2 separate regions of the Triticum aestivum genome follow, and region 2 is linked to region 1. A link is a contact called in public Hi-C data. All regions are on one chromosome and are shown on one strand. The core of a region is the stretch at or near the end of the contact, and the rest is flanking DNA. Distances in the headings are between cores, read along the strand shown.

Region 1 (4,876 bases), core at 1,285-3,784:
ATTTAAATATTACATTTCAACATTGTTGTCCCCTTTAACCGCCCACTGATACTCAATCAGATCCTTTTTCTGTTGCTCGTGAGTTGGTCGATGCCAAATTTGTTGATGCATTTGAATAAACTCTTCAAATGTGGCCGGATTTTGGTCTGGAAGTTCGATAGGATCACTCATATCCTCAAATTTTAGAGTTGCGGCAACATCCTCACCTTCATCCTCGACGATCATGTTGTGGATGATCACACAATATGTCATCACCTCCCATATGGTCTCTGGATCCCATTGTTTAGCGGGTCCATGAACAACTGCAAAATGTGACTGCAAAATTTCAAATGCCCTCTCAACATCCTTTGTAGCTGCTTCTTATCTTTTGGTAAAGTGAGTCTTTTTCTGGCCAACTAGGTTAGAGATGGTGGTGACAAAGGTAGCCCGCAGAGGATAGATACCGTCAACCAGATAGTAGTCCATATTATACTCATGTCCATTGACAGTATAGTGGCAAGGAGGAGCTTTTCCTTCAGTCAGCTTCGCAAACAACAATGATCGCTACAGCACATTGATGTCATTGTGAGACCTGGGTATGCCAAAGAAAGCGTGCTAAATCCAAAGATCATGTGATGCAGCTTCAAGAATGATGGTGGGCTTCTTAACATGACCCTGATATTGCCCTTGTAAAGCCTTTGGGCAGTTCTTCTATTTCCAACGCATGCAGTCAAGAGATCCAAGCAAACCTGGCCACCCTCTTGCTTCTGAGATTGCCAAGGCCTCTCAGTCTCTCACACAGTTGGTTCTCTCAGGTATTGAGGTCCAAATACCTCGACCACGGCAGTTGAAACCTGACCATGGCATCTCCACATGCTCCCTCGGACATCCATAGGTACTGCTCCCACGAATCAGCGGCCGTGCCCTATACAAGCATCCTTAATGCGGCCATGCACTTCTGATAACCAGAGAAACCAATCGTTCCCATGACGTCCTTCTTCAAGACAAAGCAGTCATCATAGGACCGGACGCCAGGGTCAAAACGATCAAAGGCGGTCTTGCGCATCCAAAAACGCTAGCGAAAATGGTCAGCGAAGAGTGCATCTGGGGCAAAGTAGTCGGCCATCAGTGTCAAATGGTCGTGCACCCTGTTGTAGTTGAGCACTCGATGACCCTTGATCGGTCCCTTGAAATTGAGAACATGCTCCTGCGCACACTCCACATCTTCAAGGACCACCTGCATCATCGCCGTCTCATCCGTGTAGTCCTCCTCATCGGACGAGACGTTGAACGACTCAACATAGTACTCGTGTATGTACTCCAAATCAGAATCCATTGCTAGAAAGAAGAAGGTAAAACTTTTTAGCTCCGGCAATTCATTGAGCAGTTGTCGGGCATGGTGAGTATAGCAGTAGTGGATGGTACCTAGCGGGGCGGTCTGGGACACGGGTTGAAGGGTGGTGGAGGAGAAGCAGGGTGGAGCCGGCTGGAACACTGGAGGTGACGGAGACGTAGAGTTCCAGCAAGGGTGTGGTGTGGCGGCAAGGGTAGTGGAGCGGCGGCGAAGGTAAGAGAGAAAGAAGGAATGAGAGAAAATGAGGTGGATGGAGGCGCATAGGTTCCGGAGTCCTACGTGTCTACTATCCAGACTCCCGCAAAACCCTCTCACGTTTGTCTCAGGTTTGCCGGCAAAAGTATGTCCGCATCGTTTGGCGGACCGATACAGGCCTCCGTTGGATGACAAACCGCATCCGCACCGCGCGATCCAGACGTATGTGGATGGTTTAAGAGTTCGCCTTGAAGATGCCCTTATTAATACGTAGTCAACATATCTTGAGATTGATAAAATAACAATACGTGTGTTGCTATCATGGGAACATCGTCTCTCATTGAAAAAACATTTCACCTTTATGGGACCATTGTACAAACACCATCGTAACCATCTAGCCACATTTTTTGATAGAAAACACTTCATTACTTAAGAGGCTTAAGAATTATCTCTGGCCTCTGCATAATTAAGATGCACGTGTTGATTCTTCACATGCTGATAGACTGCCCTTCTCAATGCTTCACCTTGTACAGGTGCTAGGGCTGTCATGTAAGCGAAAAATCTGATTTGACAAGATAATTAAGAGGAGAGAGATGAGTGTGGTAACCTCAGAAAAAAACAATGTCAAACGCGTGAACCTGGCCAAAATACTTAAATGAAATAAGTCCACCAATGCATGAAGAATTTTAGTAGCTAAATCATTAAATGAACAAGTTAAGCACTTATGTATTAGAAGCTCTAGTTGCTAATTTTTTTAATACGCTTAGCACCTCATCTTATCACCAATGCATTGGAGGTGGCCTAAGCAACATGCGCAGTGTACCGTGACCATCGCGTTCAGCGACGCATCCTTCCAGAACGAGGTAACGCAATGCAAAGACCAAAATGCACGCCGCAGCCCCACAAATCTGTCGGTCATACCGAGATCTTGGCAGTATGTTAGAGTGCGTACGTACATTGTATCAGTATATGGACACGCTGATCACCTTCGACATCAATGCGTTTAACGCATGCATGGTCCAGGCACGACATATGGTACTTGCTGGACCCCTACCGTGACCGTGCATATTGCATGATGTCCCCAGCAGTGAATGTGACGTGGTATTTCCTTGAATCCAAAATTATTTCCCCTACCCATGTCCACAGTGTGTACATTTGAGCGTTTAATATTTTTTTCAAGGACCGGTAAACTAAGTTGCCTGTCATTTTTATTATGATTGGATAGAAACATCATTTAGGACCTCTTTGATTCGCAGGATTTTAAAAACATGAGAATAGGAAAGGTATAGGATTTGGAGTGTCATGCCCACTTGAATCCTGGAGCCGGATCCTGTGACGTTACGAAGGGAAGTCAGGGCTTGACATCCATTCGTGAAAACGGCCGCCAGCGACGCTAAAAGAAAAGAAAAGAAAAGAAACTCTCCCAACTCCGCTGGCACTGCCGGAGCACTGCCCAGTTGTGACGTCCGGGTAATCAAGCTACAGTAACCCTCTGGTAATGATGCCACGTCACCTCGATTATTGTTGATAATCTCGCGTTAGTTCAGAACCGATCCAAGTTCAAATTTGAATTAAAGTCAAATAATTAAAGTTTTCAAAAGTCAAAACTAAATTGTTCCTAATGTGTCAAATAATCCATAATAAATGTTGGTGAAGAAATCATCTTTTAATAAAATACTTAAATGCACTAAATAAACTAAAACATCGATAAAACAATTATCTAAAATGCTTTTAAGATAATAAGCAAATGCAAAATACTTTATTTAAAGTGTCAAAATATTTGGGGCTGTGACCTATTTAATAACACCAAATTAGTTGTCGATTTTAAATTTTATAAAACTAAAATAAAAAAAACAAGAAAGTAATAGAATAAAAAAAGAGGAAAAGGAAACAGAACAAACAAAAATAAAATAAAAGAAAGAACCCCCCACTGGGCCACAGCCCAGCTGGCCTCTGGGCCAACCAGGCCGGCCCAGCCGGCGCCTATAGCCCCCTGGGGCCACCGAACCCTAGCGACCCCCTCCCCACTTCCCCCCGATCCCCACCCCGTTCCCTCGTCCTCCCACCCCGCCGCCATCACACAGCACACACACGGGAGAGGAGCTCCCTCCTGTCCGATGTCGCGCCGGCGACTCTGACCGCCTCACTGCCCTTCCCCGTCGCCCGGTCATCTCTCCTCCCTCCGTTCTCCCCAGCAGCTCGCCGCGCCCCTCTTTCTCCTTGTTTGGCCGAGCGCAGCCACCACCTCGCCGTGGCCATGGCCAACGGCCTTCCCGAGCTGCTCGTGCTGCCCTACGGCTTCCTCGACGTCGTCCACGACCTCCACGTGCCCGAGACCGACTGGAGCGGCCCCAAGTCGGCGACATCGACTGGTTCCCCGTCGCGTCCACCGGAGCTCCTCCTCGACCCCTGCCGTCACCGGCGCCGCCACGCCGCTGCACCTCGTCACCACGTCGCCGTCGTCACCGTCTCCTCCCCGCGCCCACTGCCCCGATCCCTGCATCCCGCAGTGAGCCCCGACTCCTCCTCCCCTCCTCTGTCGCACGCGCTCACCGCGGCCGGGTCGCGCCCTGCCGCGCGCGGCGTTCCGTCCGGCCGCGCCACTTCGCGTGCACCCCCGCTCCGCCTACGCTCGGGGTCACGCCTCCCCCGCATGGCCTCGTCCGCCTCACACGTCCCCACTGGCCGCTCGTCGGCTCCCCGGACCGCCACCCCGTGTCCGTCCCGCGGCGGCCCTGCTACTGCGCCGTGCCGGTGCGCCGCTCCGGCCCCCTGCGTTGCTGCGGCCGCACGTCGCTGTGGCCGCCGGTGCCCAGCGCCGTTTCCTCCCTATCGGCCTGGGCGGGTGCCCAGCGCCCGCTCCAGGCGCCCACTCGCGCCCGTTTCGCCTGACCCGTTAAGGCCCCTAGGCCAATCACAGGGGGCCCCGCCCCCAGAACGATTTTGTTAAAAAAAAGAGAATAAAAAGAATGTTAGAATAAATAAATTATTAATTAATTAATTAATGAGTTAATTAATCATGTTTAACTAATCTAATTAAAATAAATTAGCCTAATCACTTAGTTAGTCTAATTAACCCGGTTTAGTTAAACTTGAGTCTATGACCAGTGGGACCCACGTGTCAGATTGACCAGTCAAGCCCTCTGTTGACCGCTGACGTCATGCTGATGCAATAATACTAATTTCGAATTAATTTAATAATAATAATTTAGAAAATGATTTAAAACTTTAAAAATAATATAAAATAAACCATAGCTCGGATGGAAAAACTTTGTACATGAAAGTTGCTCAGAACGACGAGACAAATCCGGATACGTAGCCCGTTTGTCCGCCACACATCCCTAGCAT
Region 2 (4,890 bases), core at 1,785-4,284, 330 kb before region 1:
AATTGAACCCCCGCCGTCGCATGGCCGAACTAAATAGCCACTAGGAAGCATCTCTGCCCTTACAAATTGCTGTGCTGAGGCAGTACTTGGACCACCTCCTGAACCACTCAAAGATCTCTCACAAACCTAAAATATACAGGGACGTAAGCAAAAGGCTTCATTGGCTCTAATTTACACTCTAGTTAGACTAACAACAATACATTTCATACACACCACAAGACTCCCATCTTCCATTGTAGTTGTGTATCTCAGCGTCCAAAAATCACGTGCAGGAACTAAAGTGGTAGGAGCATACATCTGAATGCACAAACCAAGAGTAAGAAATAGCATGGACAATACAAGTTACCGAACTAAAGTACACCATATTATTGTGCAAAGGAAGAAGTGATCAATGACATAATGCTCACCTGCATGTAAACAAGTTCAATGGTCCCACCGTTTCCAGCTGGAAGCATCGTAAAAACTTCAAGACTCCGACAATCACGGAACCAAGATGGGCGGTCTTTCAAGATCTCCACAATCTAGAATGCACAGTAATATTAGAAACTCCAGGGAATAATTTCCTAGTAGAACAGTGTGCCTCAATTTTGTAGAGAAGTTTGGAGTGCAAGAAAATATGATAGGATTTCTGTTTCAGCTGGCAAGATGAGAAGATTCTTCAAAAAAAATGAAATTGCAGAATATAAGTTGTTTTATTAAGTTTAAAACTTTATTGATTCAGTTTTCCAAAAGGCTTTATTTACATCTTTAGAGAAACGGGAGTGATGTATGCACGGCTAGCTGGGGTACAGTTTTTTTTCTGAGGTCTGTCTTCATTTTTTAGAAACCACGCCATATATCATACAAACAATATGGTTACTACAAGTTCGACAGTTTCTTCATGATTCTCTTGGAAACAAACAACGAGCGTTCTTGAACTAACATGAAGTTCCAAACGAAGTTTGAGGTATACAGTTACCTTTGTTGGTTCTAGATTCACCAGACCACAGGCACGGGCAGCGACACCTCGGCAACCATGTGAAACGGCAACAATACCAAACGAATCCGGACCAGGCTAATCACAGGAAGGAAAAACAAATGAGCATGCATAGATCCACTTAGCGTTAGTATCAGTGTTGGAACAAAGAACCTCCAGAATTGGCAACTGACCTTCATCCCAGGCATCGGGACCCAATCAACAGCAGTTCCTGTAGCCTTTGAGAGGAACTCTGTCAATGTCTCCTCCGCAATTGCAAGGAGTCTAGAGAAGAAAATGGAAGGGAGACATGTAACAAGTTCTTACATAAAAGGGAATTGGATGATCCCACCTGTTGTCAGTAACAGAAACCACTTACCCAGCTGGGTTACTTGCATCCCTTAGAGGGTTTGGAGTGGTCACATTTGACTCACAACTTGTATCATTGGCCAACGAAGGCTGTAATGTAATGCAAACACAAGGTAGCAACGATCAGATATTTATCCTATCCGCGTCCTACAAACAACGTGGTCTGTAAAAGTAAAACAACAAAATGTAGACTTACATTCTGCAGCTGCTGCTTCATGTATGCATTCTCATGAACCAACTGGGAGACCTGCTTCTGGAGACGCTCATTCTCTTCCATGAGGAGCTTGTTCATGGCGCTCAGTTTTCTGTTCACGGCCTGAAGCCTCGAAGACTCCTTCCGCTGCTTATCACGGCACCTGCACCCACGGAGAAAAGCCCATTACAATTATGCTTGAATGCAGAACCTGCCCAGATTGGGAAAAGTACACATATGCTCCAACACAGAACTAGAAACTCCCACATTTGTTCGTGATCCATCCTTACTCAATTTACCCAGCCACCATTACACTCTCATGCAGCGTAATGGCTGCTGATGCAGCAAATTCCATCCAATCACAAAAGGCCAAGCGCGGCGGGCGGCCGACATGCTCACCTTCGGTTCTGGAACCAGACCTTGATCTGCCTGGGCTCGATGTTGGACAGAATGGGGCACTCGCGGAGCAGCTGCTGCCTGCGCGTGGAGGTCGGCTTGGGGCACTCGGCGTACACCCGCTCCAGCGCCTCCACCTGCTCCGGCGTGTACCGCACGTACTTGCCCGAGTCCATCCCGCCCTTGTCGTAGCCGCCGCCGCCGCCGTCGCTCCCGCTCCCGCTCCCGCAACGCATCGCCGCCACCGCCGCCATCTTAAGCGCTTCCTTTGCGTCCTAGTTTCACCCCCTCGCGGCGCGCAGCGATCCTTGAGGGCAGAACAACCTGGGAGGAGATTTTCGAGCAGTTAGAACAAATTTGACATGGGGAAACGCGGGAGATTGGCGAGCGCGGTTGGGCCATCCGCGTCCCTCCATCCCTCCTCCTGATCCCTTAAACAACAAAGCGTGGAAAAGCACGCAAAGGAGGCGGCTTTTGGCTCAGTATCTGAAATGGGGAAAAGGGAAAGGCAGCCGCTGCAGAAGACGCAAATGCGGGCGGCGAGGCGACGCCAGAATCGCACGATTTCGTGTGAGAATCAAAAGTGGAAAAATTAGCCGCGCGGAAATATCAGCTAAATCCTCCAGCGACAGAGACAAAAAATAGACGGATAATCGCGGAAAAACATGTTTTCAGGGACGAAAAAAAAAGATCCATCAGGAAACGCAAATGGCGACGCGGATAAGCAGTCTGAGGAGCACACGCGAGAATCGTCCTCCCGAACTCCCGAACGACGCGTCGAGCGAAATTAGACATGAGTTACCTCCACACACGCCGGCCGGCCGGCGCGGGGAGGGGCGCCGCCGGTGACCCGCTCACAGCCTCCCGCCGCCCCGCCGGGCTGCGGTAGGGGGAACCACGTCCATGAACCGCTTCCTCTGGCACTCCACCAACTACTCCTCCGCCGCCGCGACAACCGGGGCCGCTAGCTCGCACTCCGGACCACCGGATCCGGCCCCTCCTGCCCTCAGCTCGCGTCCGTCCGTCCGACCTGAGGCAATCGAACGAGCACACCACAGCACGAGCGACGAGAGGGAGAGGGGGAGAGAGAGAGAGAGTCTGTACAGCGACACGGAGAGGGTGGCAAAAGGTGACAGCTTTAAAGGCTGGCCAGTGAGAGAGAGAGAGAGGGCGGGGGGGTGGGGGAGCGGAGCAGGAGCCCGCGGTCGCGAGAGTGGCAGTAGCTCAGGCTCAGCTCGCAGTACGTCTAGTCGTATTCTACGCTGCGAGCTAGAGGCCTGGAGCTACAGCTACGATGATAGACTAGCTAGGCTACTAGGCAGTGAGAGGACGTGAGGAGATGGAGAAAGCTGTGGAGGAGGACGAAGGGGGTGGGTGAGCTCGGTCCATGGAGGTCGGGAGTGGGACCCGCACACAGTGGTTCGCTGTACCCCCGCCCGCGTCACTGTCGCGCTGAAAGGACACCATTATTTTCCCCGTGACATCTCGCTGACCGCGTCGACTTGGACATTTTTTCTCTTGATGACATTGTTGGATTTGAGGTTGCTTACTGCATACTACACCATTTGTCATGGTCAAAATCTGACACCAAATTTATAATGTAGTCCAATTTTTTACAACTATTGTTATTACTAGGCCCGTGCATTCCTCAAACATATTACAACAAGCACTAAAGTTTTGAAGTTCAAATTGAAGGCCTAACAAAGAGAGACAAATGATACGATGCAAGAGTTAGCTATATTTTATGTTTATTATAAAACATACAATATAATCAAGCCGATGAACCCCTAGCCTTTTTTTATGTAGTCTCATAAAAATGTAATTATTATTTAAAACAATTTGCAACGCTATTTTTTTTAAAAGGGAGGAATATTTTTTTCGAGCCTCTGCATCAGAATGATGCATACGGCCAACTTTATAAATAAGCAAATAGGTGCAACAAGGTCTTAAAGTCTCAAACGAAAGTAAAGGAAAGCTCACAAAGAGCCAAAGAGCCAATAACAAACTAGCCAAAAAGTCACAACCGGCTGGCATAAAAAAGATAGGAAAACTAATTGCCTATCCTATTACATGAGCGCCATCCAAACCGGTTGAAGATATCCCGTGCTACCATCTCCCACCGGATAGATCCAGTAACCAAACGCTCCCTGGCCTCCGTTAGAGTGAGTAGCGACCACATACGGATTAACGCAGTGGCTCGGAAAATAACCTGCAAAAACTGAATATTTGTTGTTCTGTTAAAAATCAAATCATTTCTGCAGTTCCAGACTGCCCACAATAAAGCACATACTCCTACGTGAATGTGTCTCGCTGTTTTGGACTCTATCCCGTTAAGCCACGTTCCAAATAGCGTGCTGACAGAACTCAGAGGAGTAATGTTAAAGGCTATGTGCACCGTTCGCCATAGAACTTTGGCCAACGGGCAGTCAAGAAAAAGGTGTTTGATAGTTTCATCCCGATCACAAAAACTACACCGAGTAGGTCCTGTCCGGTTACGCTTTGCCAAATTGTCCTTGGTTAAGATGACTTGTTTATGTACAAACCACATAAACACTTTAATTTTCAAAGGAACTTTGACTTTCCAAACATATTTGAAACTAGGAATGGAGCTGGAATTGATAACATCGAGATATATTGATTTAACTGTAAACTCTCTAGACCTAGTAAGCTTCCAGCGTAATTGATCGGGCTGTTGAGACAACTGAACCTCCATCAGTCTACTCACTAAATGGAGCCACGCTTCTCAACGATTACCGGCTAGAGTCCTCCTAAACTGAATATTAAGGGGGATGGACTGAAGTATCGTTGCAACGAAAGCATCACGTCGTTGAACAATAATATAAAGAGACGGGTATTGAAGCGCAAGGGGGGTCTCTCCGAGCCAAGTATCCTCCCAGAATCGCGTGTTAGCGCCATTGCCGATTATAAACTTTGTCCTATTGAAAAAGGCTAATTTGACTCTCATAAGCCCTTTCCA

What was found. A called contact is a pair of places that touch in the nucleus more often than the background predicts.
Region 2: a contact with region 1 is called in a Hi-C map of leaf, with 5 times the contacts expected there. The contact joins the promoter of LOC123181092 here to the enhancer-like site in region 1. A contact is called at or near these places in 2 of 5 Hi-C or Micro-C datasets (both in leaf).

Annotation. Positions count from the first base shown.
Region 1 is chr1D:219,982,124-219,986,999 of IWGSC CS RefSeq v2.1, reverse strand. No RefSeq gene overlaps it. Among protein-coding and RNA genes, the nearest start is that of LOC123167661, 7.8 kb to the right of the region's middle. Within about 2 kb of position 2,534, at least 5 of the 8 cell types and tissues checked have an H3K27ac peak or open chromatin away from gene starts, as enhancers often do. A contact at or near this core is called in leaf, where this site is marked.
Region 2 is chr1D:220,309,816-220,314,705 of IWGSC CS RefSeq v2.1, reverse strand. It overlaps LOC123181092 (homeobox-leucine zipper protein HOX9), which reads right to left and starts at 3,034. Exons shown (of 19, transcript XM_044593316.1): 1 at 2,716-3,034; 2 at 1,917-2,237; 3 at 1,521-1,680; 4 at 1,335-1,414; 5 at 1,150-1,240; 6 at 959-1,054; 7 at 408-521; 8 at 214-297; 9 at 1-126. The coding sequence starts at 2,167.